Linked DNA regions of Sus scrofa: region 2 is linked to region 1. The links are chromatin contacts, called in public promoter capture Hi-C maps. All regions are on one chromosome and are shown on one strand. Each heading gives the region's core, a stretch centred on a gene start, on an enhancer-like site or on the middle of the called end of the contact. The rest is flanking DNA. Distances are from core to core; before and after follow the strand shown. Region 1 holds the start of TMEM33 (transmembrane protein 33). Region 2 holds the start of ATP8A1 (phospholipid-transporting ATPase IA).

Evidence for each region. Promoter capture Hi-C pulls out the DNA fragments that hold promoters and counts their contacts.
Region 2: a contact with region 1 is called in a promoter capture Hi-C map of fetal liver, with 2.3 times the contacts expected there. The contact joins the promoter of ATP8A1 here to the promoter of TMEM33 in region 1. A contact is called at or near these places in 1 of 5 promoter capture datasets (fetal liver) and 1 of 47 Hi-C or Micro-C datasets (liver).

What each region holds. Positions count from the first base shown.
Region 1 is chr8:33,011,297-33,014,399 of Sscrofa11.1, forward strand. TMEM33 (transmembrane protein 33) reads left to right here and starts at 1,273. Exons shown (of 8, transcript NM_001244343.1): 1 at 1,273-1,304; 2 at 1,545-1,613. The coding sequence starts at 1,572.
Region 2 is chr8:33,635,710-33,638,570 of Sscrofa11.1, forward strand. It overlaps ATP8A1 (phospholipid-transporting ATPase IA), which reads right to left and starts at 1,590. Exons shown (of 39, transcript XM_021101159.1): 1 at 1,233-1,590. The coding sequence starts at 1,281. It also overlaps LOC100515559.

The DNA.
Region 1 (3,103 bases), core at 23-2,522:
CTATAATTATCCCCAAATTTCTTTTATTGCTATTTCCCAACCTAGAATCTAGACAATCAAACCATGTACTTGGCTGCTATGACTTTGTACATGCTTTTAATTTGAAATAATTCTCCCACACTTTAAAATGATACTTCTTGAAGGGTCCAGGCCAATTATTTTGTAGAAGATACTGCATTTTGATTTTTGTCTCATGATGTTGTTTGACGTGGTACTCTGTCTCCTCACATTTTTATAAATGGTAAATTAGGTCTAGATGGGCTGGATTAGATTTAGAGTAAATATTCTGTCAACAATTTCTTTAGAGAGGGCGTTCCCATTGTGGCTCAGCAGTAATAAGCCCAACTAGTATCCATGAGGAGTCGGCTTGGATCCCTGGCCTTGCTCGGTGGATTAAGAATCCCTCGTTGCTGTGACATGTGGTGTTGGTCACAGACCTGGCTAGGATCCAGCTGTGGTGGAGACCAGTGCTTCGGCTCCAATTCAACTCCTAGCCTGGGAACTTCCATATGTGACAGGTGTGGCCCTAAAAAGAAAAAGAAAAAAAAATTCTTTAGAGAATGTTTAGCCTCTCTAGCTCAAATCTTGCGTGTGCATGTACACACACACACACACACACACACACACACAGGCACCTTCATTGTGGCCCTTTTGTTTCCAGCACTTTCTGCTGCTGTCTGGAATCTCCTCCCCAACCTAGCCAACTTTTCTTTGTCCTTCAAAACTTAGGGCCAGAATTCGATTTTCCAGGAACCCTTCCGGGACCTGTCAGATTCAGGTCTTCTCTATGTGCTCCCTGTGATTAACTCGGGCTCTGTGCATATTACACAAGTACTGTGCTGTAATTTCAGTTTACGTATCTCTGCGGCAGTCTCATAATCATCTTTTTATCTTCCCTGCCAAGTATGGAGCCTGTCACATAGTAGGTCTCAAGAATTGCTCATTGAAAGAATCAACCTTAGAAGCAGACCACAGGGCCTCGCGAGCCCCTGGAAGAAAACAGCAAATTAAACACCTATAAGGCATCTATATTAGGAAGCAGAGAGACTATGTGGTTTGGCCATGGGCAGGAAGAACAACCTGTGAGCTGACGATGAGAGAAAAGTTGTGTCGCCAACCTTGCTTCTTAGCTTACAGAGCCAATCAATGGGCGTGCACGATGAGGGAAGCCGAGCCGAAACCAGAAAAACTACACTTCCCGTCATGCCTCAGGGCACCCCTTCGGGTTTCCTCTCTGCGTCACCGCATCTTCCCCACGGAAGTAAAGGGAGCACTTCCGGGTTCGGCAATTAACTTGGAGCCGGGTGCGTTGGATCGGTCTTGTAGGGCCTTGTTCCGAAGCTCCGCCTTCGATTCGTTCTTTCTAGAAACCCAGCTTTTGAGCTTGGCTGTGCGGGACAGGTATTTCCCGGACACTGCGGGAGCCCTGCGGGACTGTCCGCTGCACCGAAGCGGCGAGCTTTGGCACGGGGCAGGGAAGCCGGCTCCCAGAGTCGTAGCCCAGGCGCTGACCTTCCTTCTTTCTTTACTCTTGCCGATTGCAGCGTCCCAGGCGCGCGTGTGAGCCCCGCATGGCGGATACAGCTCCGAATGGCCCCCAAGGGGGCGCGGTGGTAAGTGAGCAGGCAGGGTCGTCTGGTTTGACTTGCTAGCGTCAGAAAGGAGCAGGAAATGTTGCAAGTCGGGTTCGCGGCGTTCCAGAGGCTCATTGCTTTCAGGTTGGGATTAGAGCTTGGGGTGAGGGTGGTGAGAGGCTGATTGAGAGCGAAGATGTTAGAGGGAGCTATAAGTTTCTTTCGGAAGCGACAACAGGCCGGCCTTGAACAGTGGCCCACACCTGTATGCGCACCTGTACGCCGTGGAAATTCGGCCTTCTTGTCCCTTCCCACCCCTCGGTCTCTGTCCTAGGTCCCAAGGTTGAAGATGCCGCCTGAGGTATCAAGATAAACGCTTCATTCTGTACACCTGTGCTGGCAGAGAACCGTTCTGCCTGTTTTATGCCTTTAGATAGAAATTACATAAAGGGGGGAGAGCGATCTTCCCCCCCATTTGTCATTTTACGAAGAAAAATATCGTTACGCTTTGTAAATGTTATTTTTAAAATGCAGATCTGCTGCTTACTACGTGTTTGTACCGGAAGCATAATTGCCCTCTAATGTTAAACACTGTACGTGAATTGAGCGAGTCACTTTTTTCTTTTTAAACATTTCTAACCTCTTTTTATATGCACACTTTTTCTTTTTTTCTTTACTTTGCCGAACCATTTGCTGAACCATGTATATACATCATGATGATTAACCCATGAGACTTAAATATTCTACGTGATCACAATGCAGTTATCGCAGCATTTTTTGCAGTTAATTTTGGGAAATTCCTAACATTGATACATGTTATTACCTAATATACAATTCATATTCGAACTTTCAAAGTTGTCCTTTAAAGCTGCTTCCTCCTTATCGACACTGGATGGAAAAAGTGCATTATTACATTTACTGGCCTTTGGTCCCTTTTAGTCTGGAACAGTTCCCTTGCCCTCCTGCCATTTTTTGTCTTTTAAGAGTCCAGACCTGTTGTTTTGAAGAATGTTCCTCAAATTGGAGTTGTCTGATTCCCCCCCTCCCCCAACCACCATGACTAGATTCAGGTTAAGTATTTTGGTAATAATATTACATAAGTGATATTCCATTCTTAGTGAACTGTGTATATATATTATATATTTATCAGGAAGCATTTTATGTTGATGTTCATTGGAGATGTTAAGTTTGATCATTTGGTTAAGGTGGTGTCCACTAGACTTTCTATTGTAAAGGTAACTTTTTTCCTTTTGTAAATAAAAGATATTCTGTGGTAAGACAGAGATTGTGTGAATAATTTTTCACCTTAATCGATTTTTTCACCCAAAGGTCCTTTGATATTTTTTGCTTGAATTATTTATAACATGGTCATTCAGTTCACTCTTAAAATATAAACCAGTATCCTTTTTTAAAACCTTTCTTAATTGTGTTGTAAAATACACACGCGTAAAAGTATACAAGATGAAATGCAAAGCTCAATTATTTATCACAAAATGAACACCCTAAACAAATAGGTTTGGGTTTGGTTT
Region 2 (2,861 bases), core at 340-2,839, 620 kb after region 1:
CACTATTTCCTAAGTACTGTAACCAGAAAATCACAGCTTTCAGAGCCCAGAGCCCCCATTTTTAACACGGGGTCTCCGAGGAGGAAAAATAATAAAATGGCCGATCTCAAACCCCTGCAATCCAATTTTCCTAACTTCTATATCTCTTCCTAAAACCACCTGCCAAACATTAAAGAATGGAGAGGGGATTGGGGGTGAAGGATGGACATCAGTGATGATAGCAATGCTATGCCAACCTTTGTAGGGTTCAAGGATGGGCTTCGGGGAGAAAAAAACAAAAGAAAACAAAACTTGAGATCTGTACAATCTTGGTTTTGCCATAAGCAAAATGAAGAAAATATTTACCCAGTGACTGTCATGTGCCAGGCAGAATGCTGAGGGCTCCTCAGAGAGGATGAAGAAAGTCTCAGTCCTTCAAAAGCTTACTTGCCTTTACCCTCGGGCATCTGTTGCTCGCTGCTGACAAGTGCAGCCATTCAACAGCTGGCCCTGGGTGGAGCAAAGAAAACAGCTTCCACCTACTAAAAAGTCAGCTCAGCTGGCCAAAGTGCAGGTATCAAGCGAAGGGAAAACCAAAACCTCAGACACCTGAGGGGAACTGGGTAAGACTCCGTTGCTGCAGGAGGCAGAACTGCAGAATGTGATGCACGGTTCTCGCTGAGCACCCAACCCCAAATAAGGCTCCTCCCGCTTAGAGAGGCGAGGGGCTGTGGATCAAAAGATCCTGCCGCCTGGGAAAGGCAAATTTGCTTTCCCGGGAACCGTGATGTGGGGGCTGCAAAAAGGTGGGCGGCCGGCTGGGGATCTGTTCCCTGGAATGGAGAAGCAGAGTGGAGACGGAGAGATTCGTGCGCTAGTGAGAAGGGAGGTGGGCTGGGCGAGAGCGCTGGGTGACAGAGACGGAAGAGTCACGCTGCGGTGTAAAGCGAGCCCTGGGGATCCCGCCGAAGACACCAATTTCGGGGCTCTGCAGCAGGGAAGGTGTCTGCGAGGGCACTGGAGGCGGCGCAGGGAGAAGGGTTCACCAGGGACCAGGCACAACAGCCAGACTTTCCTGGGGTAAAGAGCTGGGACGGGGCATCTCTTCCCCGACACACACACACTTACACACACACACAGACACACACACAGACACACAGACACACACACACACACACCCGCCCGACCTCAGGCTGGCCCCGAGCCGCTCCCGTGCGCTCTGCAAGCAGCCCGGCACTGCGGCGGCCACTCACCCTCTGCGCGGGAGCGGATCTCCGACACAGTCCTCCGCATGGTGGGCATCGCGGCGATCGCCGCAGGTGGGTCTTCAGACCGGACTCTGCACCTGTCACGGCGCCCCGCGGGAGGGGGACCTGGCTGAGCCGCTCCGAGCACTCAAAAGCCGCGCGGGCCCAGCCGCCCGCCCAGGGCAGCGCCGCTGCGGGGCGCGGCCCTCGCAAATCTGCAGGGGAAGATAAAGGCAACGAAGGCGGCGGCGTCCGCAGAGCAGAGCGAGCTCTGCCTGCACCCGCGGAGGGGGAGGCTCAGCGAGAGGCGGAGCTCCAGCGCCAGCGCCGGGGGAGGGATCTTCGGGGGAGGGATCCTCGGGGCGCGCGCTCACTCGCTCCAGCGGCAGCGCGACCTGGAAGGCGGGACGGGGCGGGGAGAGACCCTGGAGAGGCCCTCCGCTCCGCCCCTCCTTGGGTCGTACCACTGCTGTGGTTGGGATGGGGACGCTGCGGGTCTCCTCCACCCCAGGCGCCCTCGCTCCACCCCGCGGGTTCGGTTCTCCGGGTCCTTTCTCAACACCTTTCTGATTCTTGCAAGTCTTGGCCAGGGAGGAAGGGGTGCTCCAGCTCCCGCATTCTCGCAATCCCCTCCCCCTACCTTCAAGTAACAATGGAGTGGCCCTTGGTCTGGAAAGTGGGGCTGGGTGTGAGAGGGCAGGAGAGGGGCGAAAGGGGCTGGGCAGCCAAGGGTTAAGTTCCTGCCCGAGCAGTGGAAGAGGGACCGCGTGTGCGCCGCCTTCGTGAAATTCTAGCCTTTCCGCACCTCCAGCAGCCCTTGCAGCCTGAGTCGCACTTGTTTCCTCGCCTGGTATGCGCGCAACAGGCGTTGAAGCCCGGGTCTCTCGGCGCTGGTGCTCCTCCTGCCCGCGGTGCCCCTGCGCGTCTAGGGCCGGCCTCCAAGTGGCCTCCTGCGTCTCGCTAGTGCGTGGTCTGCAGTCTGACAACGCTCTGGACGAGCATTAAAATCAACTATTAGGCCAGGTGGTTCAAATAAGACTTTTGTGGTTTGTGTTTTTGCTTTTAGTCAAACATTGCAGGAAGTTGGGAGCAGTAGTTTTACCTGAAAAGAGAAGAGGTCCTACTATAAAATCCCATAAACATTTTAATTTACCCCATATCCTAGAGATATTTGTAACCTCTTTACCTTTTATTTTGTATACAGAGATCTAGCATGTTATCAAAACAAGCACAGTGTTTTTTACTTACTGCTAATTTCATCTTTAAGTTAGAATATAAGGTTTTATATAGGTTCTGGTTAGCAGTGGAAACGGCAGGAAAGGAGTAAGTTGAGTTGAAGCAATTTGCTTCTCTCATCTTGTGCTTTTCCTCCAGCACCCAGTGGAAAAGGTCTTTAATGTGAACTGCCTTCAGGTCCTGAAGGGAGAGATTGGGAAAAGTTTGAATAGAGAGATAAGCGATTATCCCCAAGCCTCAAGAAAAGAAAAACAAAATAAAATAAAACCTGCTAATAGCATCTTATCTCCATTTCTGGTATGTCCTCTGCCTTCTGCAGGTAACATTTGCTAATCAGAGCCCTGCCCTACGTTAATACTGAGTCAGGCCGTCAATGCATATTTATGAAGAACCCACTCT